Linked DNA regions of Sus scrofa: regions 2 and 3 are each linked to region 1. A link is a contact called in public HiChIP or PLAC-seq and promoter capture Hi-C data. All regions are on one chromosome and are shown on one strand. The core of a region is the stretch at or near the end of the contact, and the rest is flanking DNA. Distances in the headings are between cores, read along the strand shown. Region 1 holds the start of DR1 (protein Dr1). Region 2 holds the start of GCLM (glutamate--cysteine ligase regulatory subunit). Region 3 holds the start of DNTTIP2 (deoxynucleotidyltransferase terminal interacting protein 2).

What was found. Promoter capture Hi-C pulls out the DNA fragments that hold promoters and counts their contacts. HiChIP or PLAC-seq counts read pairs in DNA pulled down with a chosen protein or histone mark.
Region 2: a contact with region 1 is called in a promoter capture Hi-C map of liver, with 3 times the contacts expected there. The contact joins the promoter of GCLM here to the promoter of DR1 in region 1. A contact is called at or near these places in 2 of 5 promoter capture datasets (fetal liver and liver), 1 of 47 Hi-C or Micro-C datasets (heart right ventricle) and 1 of 2 datasets of contacts at active chromatin or transcription factors (alveolar macrophages).
Region 3: an H3K27ac HiChIP or PLAC-seq map of alveolar macrophages shows a contact between it and region 1. The contact joins the promoter of DNTTIP2 here to the promoter of DR1 in region 1. A contact is called at or near these places in 2 of 5 promoter capture datasets (fetal liver and liver) and 1 of 2 datasets of contacts at active chromatin or transcription factors (alveolar macrophages).

What each region holds. Positions count from the first base shown.
Region 1 is chr4:123,833,814-123,838,975 of Sscrofa11.1, forward strand. It overlaps DR1 (protein Dr1), which reads right to left and starts at 2,062. Exons shown (of 3, transcript XM_001928479.5): 1 at 1,073-2,062. The coding sequence starts at 1,292. CCDC18 (coiled-coil domain-containing protein 18) reads right to left here. Exons shown (of 32, transcript XM_021090190.1): 32 at 3,768-4,970.
Region 2 is chr4:123,368,135-123,373,296 of Sscrofa11.1, forward strand. GCLM (glutamate--cysteine ligase regulatory subunit) reads left to right here and starts at 3,064. Exons shown (of 7, transcript XM_001926378.4): 1 at 3,064-3,556. The coding sequence starts at 3,431.
Region 3 is chr4:123,391,972-123,397,133 of Sscrofa11.1, forward strand. It overlaps DNTTIP2 (deoxynucleotidyltransferase terminal interacting protein 2), which reads left to right and starts at 2,800. Exons shown (of 7, transcript NM_001243674.1): 1 at 2,800-2,883; 2 at 3,826-5,162. The coding sequence starts at 2,812.

The DNA.
Region 1 (5,162 bases), core at 812-3,311:
AATTTTAATTAGACTATTATAAAAGGTAAAGTCTCACTTCAAATTGAATGCAGTCTTTTCATAAGAATACATGTACAAGTCACAGAAAGTAATTCCTAAAACATAATTAGTGAATGTCTCTTCATTTTTGAAACGAACCATCAGAATACAGTTCCCCAACTCTATTACTGAACTAAATCCTTTCCAAGAGAAGAAAGAAGAAACTGTTACACTTCCAGAAGCGCTGCTCAAGAAAAGGTTGCGTGTGTACATCCAAGTGGGGAGGACGGCAGGAAAGGGCAGCGGAATGTCCCGCGAAAAAAAACCTCACAATCTTTCCATCCAAGCTTGGAAAAGCTACCGCCACAAAGCAAAGCAAGTTGCAGAAGAAAAAGGAAGGAAGGAGGGAGGGAAGGAAGGAAGGAAAGAGAAGGAAAGGAGAGGAGGGAGAGGAAAGGGTGCCTTTTCTTACAGAATAGAACTTGAGAGCTCTGGCAACTTGTTGCTGGCCGGCAGGACCATTTTCAAAGCAGAGAACACAGACACTCTCTCCATCCAACCCTAATCCACCGCGCAGCGCTCAACATCCACGTTCCTCCCACTCTCCCCGCGTTCTCAACACGCGTCTTTCCCTCCACCCTGGGGCAGGGCTCGGGTGGGGATGAAGGTCCCGTCTGCATTCAGAGCCTCCGCGGGACAGCTTCTGGGTTCCTCTCCGTTGTCACGCCCTCGGTCCCCCTTCCGCAGGCTCCTTCTCGCTCCTCACGTCCGGGTTCCACCGCAGGCAGGCAAAACTCCTGCCGCTTCGGCTGGCCCGGCTGTAAACTGAGAGCACCCCTCCCGCTCGAGCCGGGGGCACGCCAGCTGGCCCCGCCGCTGGGCAGCTCTTCCACCATCCGCTGCTTGAAAAGGGCGAGAACCCGCCACGGGGATGTGAAGGCGCCGGCTGCCCCCACGCCCGCGGGGCCTTGTCAGCGACCAGCACTAAGCCACCAGGACCAGCCTGAGGGCTGGGACATGACGGCGTCGCCCACGAGCACGCCGTCCCCGGCCGGCCCCTCTTCGGCAGCAAAAGCCCACAGAGACCACTTACCTTGTATGACGTGCTCTGGCGAGATGGTCTTCTTTTCCGATTTGTTGCAAATCTCATTGGCTTCAGAAGATACAAGGTGAATGAATTCAGTGCAGCAGTTCACCACCAGCTCCCGGGCATCGTTGGCCACCCGGACATTGGGCAGAGTCTCTTTGATCATCTTATTAATAGCAGCTCTGGGTATAGTGAGATCATCGTCGTTGCCAGATGAGGAGGCCATCGTACCTTCCTACCTCTCGTGCCCCGACTTGTAAAAAACTCCCCAGCTCTGGTCCACACTCCACGAAGCTTCTTTCAAAAGGGCGCCTCGGAGAGTGAGCCCGGCGGCGCTCTGAGAATAGGGTGCAGGAGATAAAGGGGGGGTCAAGAGGGCAAGAAACACCCGCGTGCGTGAGATTCAGGGCGAGGCTGGGAACAAAGTTGGGGGCTGAGGATCCTGGGGACAGCACCGCCCAGGTCAGCGAGGGAAAGCAAGGTGGTGCGGAAATCTAAGCCCGGAGAACCACCTTCGTGCCTCCTCAGAGGGGCGTGCGCTGTCGCCTAACCGGTCCCCAACGGCGCCGGAGCAGAGGCAAGGTCCAGGGGCACTGGCCTGGCCGCGGTACCGGGCGGACACCCAGCGGGCCGGGCTCTACAGAGCCGGAGCCCCCGCTGCCGCCGCCAGCAGCCGCTGCCGCTGCCTCGGCCAAACCATCCTTCAGACACCGGCGCCGCCGCCTCACAACATGTCGGCCGCGGCCGCTGCTGGAACCCGGGCGGCCGCCGGGGAACGAAGACGGACAGAGCCGGCACAGGCGAGCGGCAGGGGCGGCCGCTGTGGCCGTTCAGCCCGAACGCAGACCGTGGAAGCCGAAGACGCGGTAACGGTGGTCCCTCCAGAGGCCACAGAAGAAGGTTTGCTGGAAGTCTCTCCCGATACCCTTTGCGCTACCGGAAGTCTCGCCCCCACACGTTTTCCCCCCCTCCAGCCCGACTTCCGGGTGTGGCTGCAGCCCTTCCCCCACCCGCGCCGGCGGGAACCGCCCGTCCTCCCCGCCAGCTGCTTCCGCTTTCCGTGGTCCCGGCACGCGCCTTGGGGTCCCGCCCCTTCCCGGGGCCGTAGCGGCCGGGCGCGCGCCCCGCGGTACCGGAGCGCCCCGGCAGGCGTCGGACGCGGGCCGGGGTGGCTGCGTGGACTGGCGAAGATGGAAAGCCGCCTCTGCCCTCTCAACCCGCTGAGGCTCGGAACCCATTCCTAGCCAAGTTTGCAGACAAAGGGGCGCTGGATTTCGTTTAAAGAATTCTAGTTGCTCATCCTAAAGCGCCCGAATTGAGATTGAAAGGAAGAGGAAGGAGGCCTGGGCTCGGCCGTGCAGTATGGGGGAAGTAGAACCCGGTGTGTCTGTATCGTCCACAGGAAGACGCTTTGGATAGTACCTCATAGACGTTATTCGGGTGGAAACTCGGGCGCCCCACCCATTTTCTGGTTTTATGGGAAACATTCAGAAAAGTGACTTTCCCTCGCGGTCACTGCTAATACCTAAACTGGAAACTAGAAATAAGATCCATCGTAGTGGAAACGCCTAGTCTACAATGAGCCAGATTAGAAGGTTCCGATTTAGACATTTTGGATTTCGATGAAGCGAAAAAGAGTGGGCTCTGATTTTTTTTTTTTTTTTGCAAACGTGTATCAAGTTCTTAAGAAAAATTGCACAAGAAATAGCAACAACAGACAAAAAGACCAAAAAAAAAAAAAAAAAAAAAAAAAAGGAGTTCCCGTCGTGGCGCAGTGGTTAACGAATCCGACTAGGAACCATGAGGTTGCGGGTTCGGTCCCTGCCCTTGCTCAGTGGGTTAACGATCTGGCGTTGCCGTGCGCTGTGGTGTAGGTTGCAGACGCGGCTCGGATCCCGCGTTGCTGTGTCTCTGGCGTAGGCCGGTGGCTACAGCTCCGGTTCGACCCCTAGCCTGGGAACCTCCATATGCCGCGGGAGCGGCCCAAGAAATAGCAACAACAACAAAAAGACCAAAAAAAAAAAAAAAAAAAGAAAAATTGCATTATTTCTAAAAGCTAAGTTTGCCATACTGTCATTTTGAAGAAGCAGACTATATTATAAATAGGGAGGTGCAATTTCTAAAAGGCAAACCAGATACCGTTTACATGAGTTTGGGCACTTTAGTTAATCAGCTAAATTGTTCTTAGATTGGACAGCAACTGGCTTGTTTGAAATGTTTTCTTAAAACCTTTTGGTGTATGATCCTAGGTGTAGCACTTTAGGAGACCTTAATTACATTTTTAAAAAAATTTTTCATTTAGCATTTTCGCCAGTACACTTGCAGGTTTTTTAATTTCTGGAGTTTAGACCCTTTTTCTCAGTGTTACTAAGTTTAGTCGAAACAAAATTTATTTGATAAAGTTTTTCTTTAAAGTGGGAATGTGAAACTCTTGGCTCAGATGTTGGCTATTAAGTATTTTTGTACGTCAAGGTACTGTTGCATTAAAGGGTTTTATTGCCTAAATTTATCTTGGGCTTACCAAGTTTGCAAGCCTGAAAAAGCTAGCTAGCAAAAAAGGTCCCCGAAATGATCACATTGTCACTGACCCAAAACTTAATATTCTTGAAAAAAATGTAATAATGATAATTTTGCCTTTTCATATAACATTTGTGCTACATAGGCTTGTAGGGTTATGATACATAAAGCAGTAGAGCACACATGTTGTTACTCCAGTAATTTATTACTACAGAGTTCTGTGGTAAAAGAAGCAAGAAATGTGTAGTAAAGAAACAGGTTCCAGTCCCAGTTTTTTGTAACTTTAGGCAGGCCACCTTCCAAGTCTCCTTTTTCCTCAACCAGAAATGGAAATATTACATAACTCAGAAGACACAAAGTCGAATGAGACTGTATGTAAAAGCACCTTTAACATTATGAATTATTATATAAATGATGGGGTATGGCTGTCATCTTTACCAGGTCTGGGTAGTCTTCAGCCACTGATAACCCATACGTAGTATGGCTGAGGGAAATTTTAAATATAAATAGCAGAGAAATATGTTAATCTGGAGCCCACATTTAAACACTTATAGAACAGTAGATCCCTATTATAAATAGACTTTTGAAAAGACAAGGATAGCATCTCTTTAATAAGCTTTAAGGGTTTTAGAATGCTTGTATATGAAACATGTTTTTCATGGTATCCCAAAATTCATGATATGAACAGAAACAAAATAGAGCTGTTTCTTAGGATGAGTTAGGCTAACTCTGTAGTAATCTTAAGATGTGTTAATTTGTAGATGCCCAAACTTTCAGCTAAAATTGCTGACAATAATCTTATACCATTTGTAATTTGGAGGTTAAATGTTTGAAAAAGCAAACAAGTACTTCCCATTATGCTCATTTGTTATTACTAACCTGATCGTACCCAAGTACTTTCACCTGTATTATCTCATTTAATCCTCAAGAGCAACCGTATTTTAATCTCTACAGATTAAGGTGCTGATTTAATCTCTACCGATAAGGAAAGTGAAACGATAAAGCTAAATTACTTCCCTGAACTCAGTATAACAGTGGGGATAGGCTGGATTATATTGCAAGAGCAAATAACCCCCAAATCTCAAAAGGTTTATGTTAATGGGTTCATCATGGGTCAGCAAGAAGACTTACCACATGGTTATGCCTCAAAAATCCATTGGCGCTGTTGAGAAGTAATGAAGGAGCTTTAAAATACAGACTTTTGACTATATTTTGAGGTGGAGAGAAAATAAACTGTCTTCAAAGTAACAACATGAAGTTGTGGAGGCAGAAATTGTTCTGGAAACAGGAGATGGCCGTAATTGACATAAAGCATTTGTGTTGTACAACAGCTCAAGAAAAGTGAGATGGCCAAATGGGTGAGGCAGTGGAACTCACGAACAGAGGCCTAGAGGGTGAGGAGAGAGAAGCCAGTCAGTTGGAACAAGGGCCTTGGAAATAAGCAGAGAAGCTCTAGAGCCTCAAATGCTCGTGCCAGAGAGCCCCCCAAATACCTGGATCGCTAGAGTGTCAGTGTATTCTGCTTCTGCAAAAGACAGAGGGCTTCCATGAAACAGTTTCCTGTGCTTGTTTACTTCCT
Region 2 (5,162 bases), core at 1,814-4,313, 460 kb before region 1:
TGTCCTGTGAACAACCCTTCTTAGTGAGCTTAGGACTGTTTTTAGTTTTTTGGCTGTTACAAACTTCTTTGTGCTGAATGTTCCTGTGACGCCTTTTTAGGCTGGCACACTGGGAAGCCGAGATTGCAGGAAGATGCCCTCCACTGCACTCCTACCTTTGAAATCCAAAACAAGTACATGGAATTTACGTGATCTAAGGTGTACCTAGAATAACAGCTTGCAGGGGATTCTGAGAATGAATGACAGGGTTGAGCTTCCAGGCTATGTTCTACAGGAAGGCATGCTAGGAGGAATCTGTCGATTGAGTGGCAATTTAAGAGTCCCACCCCAGAGGACGTCATCAAATAACATAGCATTGAATTTCTAGAGTTGTGAGGCCCTCTAGTCTGTGTCTCATTGGCAGACCACTAACTCAGATAACTTTATAACAGCCTCCAGTGCTTTATGAAAAGGTAGGGATGCAATGTTATCTAACATGCTCCATAAAATTGCTACAGAAGCAGGACCCAAGAGAGAAGAAACTTCCCTTGTGGATTTTTTTTTTTTAAAGGTCTACATCACCTCTTACTAAAACTTTGTCTGTCTCAAAAAGTTACATACTATCAATAGATGTGTGAGAGCTGCCTTGATTAAATATGTTCTAAGACCAAAAAAAAAAAAAAACCCCCAAAAAACAGAAACCAACCCACGCCTCAAGAATTAGCAATATTCTTGTCTGTTAACAGAGACTAGAAAATAATTCAGTATAATAACATGGGGAAACTGGTTACCATACAATATTAACTTTAAAAGGATGCAAAATTATACAGAGTATGGTCATAATGTATCATAAAACAATAAAAATCTGACTAGTAATCAAGGACTATTGAGATACCATGTATTACCCATCAGCCAGACAAAAACTGAAAGGATTGACCATATTCAGTGTCGGGAATTGTGGAGGGAAAGGAGTGGGCTTAATGCAATTTCAATTTTTTTTTTTTTGTCTTTTTTTGCTATTTCTTTGGGCCGCTCCCGCGGCATATGGAGGTTCCCAGGCTAGGGGTCGAATCGGAGCTGTAGCCACTGGCCTACACCAGAGCCACAGCAATGCGGGATCCGAGCTGCGTCTGCAACCTACACTACAGCTCACGGCAACGCCGGATCGTTAACCCACTGAGCAGGGGCAGGGACCGAACCCACAACCTCATGGTTCCTAGTTGGATTCGTTAACCACTGCGCCACGACGGGAACTCCGCAATTTCAATTTTAAATTCTATCTATTGAAGTAGAAAACACGCACACCCTTCAGGACAGCAGTACCACACTTAGTTATCGACTCAAGAAAAAACAGTCAATTATCAGCAATTTAATATAGCTTAAACTATTACCTGCCCAGACTGGAGAAAGTGAAACACAGAGATAAAGTGACTTTTCCAAGTTCAAATAAACAGTACTGGATAAACTCAGATTTGCAAGCCATACAGGTATTTGTCGGTGGCCAACATGCTATATAAATTGCCAGCAAGAAGGCACATCTAATAGTTTCAAAGGTATAACCTCTATGCTTTATTCTACTATTATTTGCAGGGCATTAGAGAATATGCCAAAAGTCACAAAATGATGCCAAAGCAAATTCAGCATAAGAATCAAATGTTTCAGTGACATAGCGGTGCAGTGGAAACGAATCTGACTAGGATCCATGAGGACGCAGTTTCCATCCTTGGCCTTGCTCAGTGGGTTAAGGACCCAGCGTTGCTGTGAGCTGTGGCGTAGTTCGGCAGCTGTAGCTCGGATTTGACCCCTAGCCTGGAAACCTCCATATGCCTCGGGTGTGACCTTAAGAAAGAAAAAAAAGGAAAAAAATAAGAATCAAATGTTTCCGTTAACTAAAATGGCCCCTGTTTATTCTTGCTTCTGGGATTAATCTTTTCCTCAATGAGTTCCTCTTTTTTTTTTTTTTTGCCTTTTAGGGCTGCAATCTCAGCATATGGAAGTTCCAGGCTAGAGGTCTAATCAGCACTGCAGCTGCAGGCCTACACCACAGCCACAGCATCAGGGGATCCCAGCCACATCTGTGACCAACACTGCAGCTCACACCAGATTCTCAACCCACTGAGCAGGGCCAGGAATCGAACCCACATCCTCATGGATACTAGTCAGTTCATAACGCTGAACCACAACGGGAACTCCTCTTCAATGAATTCTTACCTTCATTCAGCAACAAATATTTACTCAAGATCAGCCTCAATTTCTAACTCTTCCTAGAAGGAGCTTGCTTTCCAACCTCTCTCCTAATATTTACTAACTGAAATTCATCTCTTTTTAACAGCATTTTGCTTTTTACTATATGTGATTACTCTCAACATAAGTAAAAGTTTTTTGAGGAAAGCTCAATAAATGTTAAATTTGAGGTTCATTCCAAGTCTACCGCACCTGAAATTTAATAGGAATAGTCACAAGTCATATCTTCCCCGGACTGCCGGGTTTTAGTGCTCTCTTTACTCTGAACTCATCTGGAAACTACGATATTCTTATATTATTACTCATTGGCCTTGTATCTGGAACTAGAGTTTAAACTTCTCAAGGGCAGAGATTAAGTCTCACTCTTTGACTTCGCATACGGGCCCGCAAAATAGTGTCAATCAACAGACCTTCAATTCAAGGACAGGAAGGGAAATGAGCCGTTTGGGGGAAAGCCCTGGCGAAAGGAAATGAACTAAGGAAGACGGTAGCAAAGCAGATCTGAAGGAGAAGGGGGTCCTGTGCATTAACACCCGCTTCTGAGAACTGAAAACCGCCAGTATTTCAAAGCCTCCGTGGACGCCGTCGCTGTCTTTTTAAAGAGGTGTGTGAGGGCATCAGCAGCGTGCCCGGCCATTGGCTGGGAGGCCGTCCGCGGCCGTGGGTGGAGGCGGCGCGGACCGGCGCCCCGCCCTCTGACCTGCAGGGGGCGCCCCGCCCCGCCCTTCCGATCGCCCCGCCCCGCCCGCCGGTCGCCCCGCCCCGCGCGCCCCGCGCTCCCTGCGCCGCGCGCCGGCCCGGCGCCTAGCGCCACGCCCGCCGCAGGCAGAGGGCCAGTCACCCGCGGGCAGGCGCCGCCGCCCGCTCGCCGCCCCGCCCCGTCCCACCCGGCCCGGCCCGGCCCCGCCGCGGGACGGGTAACGGTTACGAAGCACTTTCTCCGCGGCGATTTCTGCTTAGTCATTGTCTTCCTGGAAACGGCTGCTCTAGCGGGAGTCAGCTCTCCCGCGGCGGCCGCAGTAGCTGGAGCCGCATCCACTGGCGCGTCCTTCCCCGGCCGCCGCTCCGCCGTCGCCCGACCGCCCTCTGGCCCGAGCGCAGGCCGGGGTCCCGCCGCGTGGAGCGAGAGCCTCGCGCTCCGCTCTCCGGCCTCCGGGGGCCTCCTTCCCTGCCTGCGGCCGCCGGGCCCGCTCCGTCAGCTGCTGCCATGGGCACCGACAGCCGCGCGGCCGGGGCGCTCCTGGCGCGGGCCAGCACCCTGCACCTGCAGACGGGGAACCTGCTCAACTGGGGCCGCCTGCGGAAGAAGTGCCCGTCTACACACAGCGAGGAGGTGAGGGCGGCGACGCGGGGTTCCCGGGGCAGGCCGCGGACCGGGCCGGGCGGCTCCGAGAGGCGGGGAAGCACCGGGAGGCGGAGGCAGGTGGTCGGCCTCGGAGCGCGCAGGGGACGCGGGCGAGGCGCGCACCTGGGCTCTGCCGGCGGGAGGAGGCTGGGGCCGCTGACCGCGGGATGTCGCATCCGAACCTGCTTTGGGGCAGAGCGTCTTAAAAAACTGGGCAGGTGCGATTTCATCCGAGTGACGCCTCATCAGTGTTCATGGCTGATGACCAAGCTCTCCACCCTACTGGATCGCTCTCCCGGACTAGGGGATCCGAGAGGGCCCATGTATCGTCCCTCCCTACCTCGCTCCCTTCCCCCCAGGGTGTCCAGGTAAAGAAACAAATCTTGATTAAAAAAAAATTAACAGACTGTGTCCTGTTACGACGTTATCAAGCTGTGTTCCTAGTCAGTTTCAGCTCTGAGATGTTGGTGATATGCTATGAACTAACACAAGGCATACCCCTTGAGTGTGAGCTGGACCTAAGGCCTGGTGTTGGGAGGAGGACCCATCAGGAGAGGAGGACACTTGGTTGTAGCTTTAATAGGAATCAGAATCCATAGCATATTCTGTGTCCAGGATGCAGCTCAGTTTGTATGTCTTGTTTTTTTTTTTTTTAACCACGTCTGAGTGTACTATTTCTCCCAAAGATAAAAAACTGTGTCTAGTACTAGATCTTTTATTTCTCCAGGGCTTATGGTTCATTGCAGTAATTTGTATGTATACTGATCACATTGGGGGAAATTTTGTCTCTTATCTCACTTATCACATGCTAAAGTAGTCATTTTCAATTTGACTGCAACCACCGTAAAAAATGCATTTTGCCTTACAGTCCAATTCATGGTACACACCACACACAGTTTTCATGAAAATGTTTTCTGTATACTGTGTGTTCTGACTTTTTTCTTATTTTAATTTTTTAAAACTTGACTTCTTAAGATAGTAATGTCACATCCCATAGTTTGAAAAACATTGTTCAGAGGAGTAATTGTGGTTCAGTGTGATATTTTGGGTGCCCCATAAGAGGGACAAAAACTGGAGAAAATTGAAAACATTTGAGGAACACCTGATACGCGGACATATGTAGAGAAAACATGACAGCTTAGTTGGACTAGGAGAGGCATGTTTTGTTTTTATGTAAAGAACTTTGTAACAACCAGAGCCCTAAACTGGGATATGCTACTTGAAACAGTTTAACTTCATTGAAAAAAGAAACTGAATAAATCACTCAGTATTGAGAAAATTTACCCATTGGATGGAGAGATCATTAAATTTCCTAAAAAGTCTCTGTTTGGTTTTTTGAAGAAATTATTCTGGGAGTTCCCATTGTGGCCCAGCAGGTTAAGGATCCATGTTGACTCTGTGAGGATGTGGGTTCAGTCCCTGGCATAGGCCACAGCTGCAGCTCCAATTCCACCCCTAGCCCTGGAACTTCAATATGCCACAGGTGCTGCTGTTAAAAAAAAAAAAAAAAAAAAAAATTATTCTGCAATCTCTGCCATTTTTTTTTTTTTTTTTTTTTTGTCTTTTTAGGGCCATACCCACGGCATATGGAGGT
Region 3 (5,162 bases), core at 1,550-4,049, 440 kb before region 1:
GAAGGCAGCCTTTTTGTTAAAACCTAACCTTGAAAGTCATGTTCGCCACGCTTGCGATGTTCTTTTCATCGTAAGTTGGTCCAGCCCAGACTCAAGGGTCTGAAGACCAGAGGATGAGATCGTTGGAGACCCTCTTACCCTTCAAACTGAATTTGAAAGTAAGGTTTTGTATGTAACAATATGCAAAATGACCATGAATGGAATATAGTTTTAGAAGGTGTGTGCACTGAAACTCTCTCATCTTTGGGTTAAGATGAGAATCTCCCAGAGTCAACCCTACATTTTAAGGGTTTAGTTAGTAAAACATAGACTATGAAGGGAGCATGTCCTTTATATAATAATTAATAATTACTGTTTTCATATCTGCCCCAAATCTACTTTAAGAAGAGAATAGGTAGAGGAGGTAGAGAGAAAACAAAAACAATACTTGGCGGTTTTGCCCTGATCAGCAGGCCAGCTCAGTCTTCTCATGTGAATATATACTGATGTTTTAATCTTAGTATTTTGTTTCTTGACTTTTTTAGACTGTAAATGTTTGGAAGTGGGGTTTTTTGTTTAAGGGGCTTGTATGTAAATAGAGCACACTGTCTAATAGGCTCCCAATTTCCTACACCCTCTCCTGTGATCTTATTTCATACATTTGCTGATGTTAAAGTTATCATATATAAGAAGTTCCCAGGTGGCACGGCACGTTAAGGACCCGGTATTGCCCGTGTCTAGTAGGTGCTCAGTACTATTACTGGGATTGCTGCTGTTGTCTCTGCTGCTTTCATCCCCACTACGCACCTCCAGATGGTTCACTTTCCTTCCTCTGCCCATTCCACCTGCTCTTCTTAGCTGTCTTCTGTTCTCTTATATAATCTCACCGCTGCCTGGCTGTACTGAAATTCCTTGGTTTTGCTCCTTATCAATTCCCCATAAAATCCATCTAAAGTTTTTTCATCCTTCTGAGCAGATGAATCACCTACTTAGAGACTGATGGCATCTACCTCAAATCCTCTCCTCACCACTTAAATTTCCCTGCATTTACATTCTCTCTGCTTCAGCTATCAACCCTTCCCCCTTGCCTCAAAGGAAAGAGCATTCTTCTGTAGCTAATCCCCACAGCCCAATTTTTTATTCCATTCTTTAGCTCAGATTAGGCTCGCCTGCAGGACATAAGACTGCCCCCAAATAACAGTGGTTTAAAAAGAGGTGTTTCTATTGATGAAAATCTTTTAAATTAGGCCATTTAGGACTGATAGCTGTGCAACAAATCAGGAATCCATGTCTTTTTGTCACTGCTCTGCTAACCTTAAAGCATGGCCCTAATCTTCATGGCACAAGACTGCTGCTTGAAAACCAGGAGACACAACTTCCTAGGGAGTGAAATGATGCTAAAGAAGGCAAGGAGGACCTCCTCTCTTTTAAGATGTCCCTAAAGAACTAAACAACACTTAATCGATCTGTAATTAGCCAAAACTTAGCCATATCTGGCTGCCAAGGGCAACTATTTAGCTGAATGGCAATGTGCCCACTGAAAATTCTATACTTTCTAACTTAAAAAAAAAAAGTTTTCTGTTCTAAAGTAAAGGAAAAAAGATTTTATGAGGCACTCATTCTTTCTCACCTCCAACATGTTTACTTACTTCTTCAATCCCCCCCCCCTTTTTTTTGTCTTTTCTAGGGCCACTCCCAGGCTAGGGGTCTTATCGGAGCTGTATCCACCGGCCTACACCAGAGCCACAGCAACGCGGGATCCGAGCCGCGTCTGCGACCTACACCACAGCTCACGGCAACGCCGGATCCTTAACCCACTGGATCCTTAACCCACTGAGCGAGGCCAGGGATCGAACCCTCAATCTCATGGTTTCTAGTCAGATTCGCTAACCATTGAGCCACCACGGGAACTCCATTCAATCCCTTTTCATTACCCTCAAACATATTCTAGCTTTTCACCCTTCACGTCAAAGAAAAATAAAAAAGCTTCTCTTGGAGTTCCCCTTGTGGGGCAGCGGAAATGAATCTGACAAAGGAACCATGAGGTTTCGGGTTCCATCCCTGGCCTCGCCCCGAGAGTTAAGGATCCTGCGTTGCCCTGAGCTGTGGTGTAGGCCGGCAGGTGTAGCTCAGATTCCACCCGTAGCCTCGGAACCTCCATATGCACGGGTGCGGCCCTAAAAAAGACCAAAGACAAAAAAGGAAAACAAAACAAAACAAAACCTTCTCTTGATTCTGATCATTCTTTCCCTATCACCACAAAAACTTTTTTTTTAAAATCGCTCTACAACTTAACCTTTTATTCTGCTTATTCCCAATTCCTACTCACCATCTCACCTTTAATTATATAGCTCCCTAATTAGTCTCCGAGTTCCTGGGTATTTAACATATACATCTTTTACCCCAACCAAGTCTTTAAATTGTATTTCTTTTATATTTAACTTCACAAGTAATACAAGAGTATACTTTAAAAAAAAAAAAAAAAGGTATTATAAATAATGCAAACGTATCCTTCGGCCATGCCCGTGGCTACACCTAGACTTTGCCGAATGAGAGGATGGACGGAGTGGGCCAGAAGGTGCTATTTTCCAATTCGTTCGTGTCAAACAGGAACGAGGGCCCTAAGCCACCGCGAGTTTCACCGCCCGCACGAAGGTCTGTCCCGAGTCCTTGGGGATCCCCGGGTTCCCCGATCGCCTCAGCCTAGTCGGAAGGGCAGAGGTGCTACGAGATTGCCCCCGAGTTCCTGGAGTCTCGCGGGAAGACGCGAGCGAGGCGCACCTCTGACGCACTTCCGGGGCGCCGGAGCCGCGGGGGCCGCGCGCCGGGAAGATGGTGGTCACCAGGTCTGCGCGGCCTCAGGCCGGGCTCCAAGCCACGTCAGCTGAAAGCTCCCAACCGAAGGTAAGAGATCGCACGGCTCCCTCATTTCTCCTCGCTGCCTCGCAGAGCGGTGCTCGGGGGGGGGGGGGCGGCGCAGGGGGCCCGCCAAGCGTGGGGAGGAGCGACCGAAGGGGCCCGAGCTGGCAGCGCGCGTCTGCTGACCGGGCCGGGCGCTGAGCATGGCACTTCATTTTAGGTCTCACTAAGGTCTTGAAGGCAATGCATGGCCTGATTCCATAGAGAGGTTGGGTAACTTGCTTTGGGTAGTTTAGCTCAGTAATACAGCTGTACAGCTCAGGCCTTTTAACCTTACTGCTAGCAGCGTGCCAAGGAGGATTCGTTTAAGCCACCAAGCGTGAGCCTAATTAGTTGGATTGGAGAAGGCACCGTTTTCACGGAAGAAAGCTGGCCGTGCCCCCACAGTACCTCCTTTAGGCGTGGGGAGGGCTGCGGTGACGTCACCTGGTGACTCAGTGACGCTGGTCTTTCGCAGCTTCTGATGCTGCGATGAAGGGAAGGCTACATTAATTCACTTCACTATGAAAAGGTAAGAGCAGCCACCGATTCCATCGATGTGTGTTCCTAAACACATCTTTAATCAGAGTTAAAATCCCCTTTCTTCCCTCTTTCCCTGTATGTGTCGGAATGTAGGTCCACCTAGCATTAGGTGACTTTGAATGGAAAAAATTTTCTCTTTTTCAGTTGTTTTGTTTCCTAAAGTCAGATCCAGGACTTAGGTGATGCTAGAGAGGCAGGGCCTACAAATGCAGAGTCAGATTTAGTATTTAGGTATTGTTTGGGTTTTTTTAGTTGTGCGTGGTGCTGGTGGTTATTACTGTTTGGCATTAATCTTGCTGAGTTTTTTAGTGTCCTCTTGAAATCTGCTTCTGAGGGGAGTGCCTCACTCACTTTGCTCTTGTCCCAGCCCTTCCCAAATTACAGTGTATTTTCACTGGCTTACAGGATTCTGCAAAAAGAATTCAAGCACATCCAAAAGGCAGGAAGGAGTCTCCATCTGATGACCCAAGTACTGCTGAATCACAGACCACTAAGAAACAAAGTCCAGCTCCTTCAGCCAGGAAGAGGAAGAGCAGAACTACAGGCTCATTACCAGAAATGAACAAACCTACTGATGGAGAGATCTCTGAAGCAGAGTCAACTTGTTCTTCTGTGTCCGAGGTCCAGGATCCCATTTTCAGAATAACCAGGAGAAGGCAGATCTTAGTTACAGGCACCCCAGTTTCCAGTGTAAGGAAAAGACCGAAAGTAACTCCAGTAAATGAGTCTCATACTGAGGAAGAAGTCTCTGAAGCAGAATCTCATGCGTCAGGTATTTCTAGAATTGTGCGTCCCACAGTGATAGCTACACAAACCAGAGGAAGCAAGGCTAAGTCCCTAACAGGTCCAAGCCAAGAATCATACATGGAAGCTGTTTCTGATGCTGAGTCATCATGCTCAGAGGTTTCTTCCTTTTCTGGAATTGCAGCGAGGAGGACAACAAGGAGTATGCAGAGGAGATTACAGGCACAAACTGAGGAGAATGATACTATGATTGTAGCAGGAAATGAAAAGCAAGGCGTAGATACACCTGTGAATTCCAAGGATTCAGAAACCAGACGAACTTCTTGTCGTTTACTAGCAAGGTCGCTTTCTCAGATCAATAAGCCGAATCTCTATAATAATGAAATTTATAATGACCTTGATGAGGATCCCTTCTTCGGAAATTCAGGAAAAACATTAATTGCACAAAAACACCCAAGTGTTAATATAAATGAGGAAGAACAGGAAAACGTTTCACCTCTCAAACACATAACAAAGCGGAATTGTGAGAGTTCAGATGAAGAAGCCAAAGAACCAATAGATGAGGGAAAAGAAATTAATGAGAAAGATTCTCAGTTGAATCTTCCTGAACTGCAGGACACCAGCCTTCAGCAGTTAGTTTCTCAAAGGCATTCCACCCCCGAAAATAACAAAACCACATCAGAGCCCTCAAATCTGAACTGTGAGGCTGTAATGAAATCATTAGCTCACACATTTGCAGTTGTGGAAGTGGACAGATGCGATGAAGGAAGAAAGAGCACCATAAAAACAAGCGACTGGACAGAACTTGGTGGCGGTGATGAAGAGTGCACAGTTACAGGTGACAGCCAAGACATGGACGAAGAAAGGGATGTGGATTTTGAGTGTGATGCCAAACTGCGTAATCCTGAACTCAACGCATCTCAGGATAAAGATGATTCGGTTTTATTAGTTCTCAGCAGTGATGAAAGCCAGCAGTCGGAAAGCAGTGAGGATGAAGA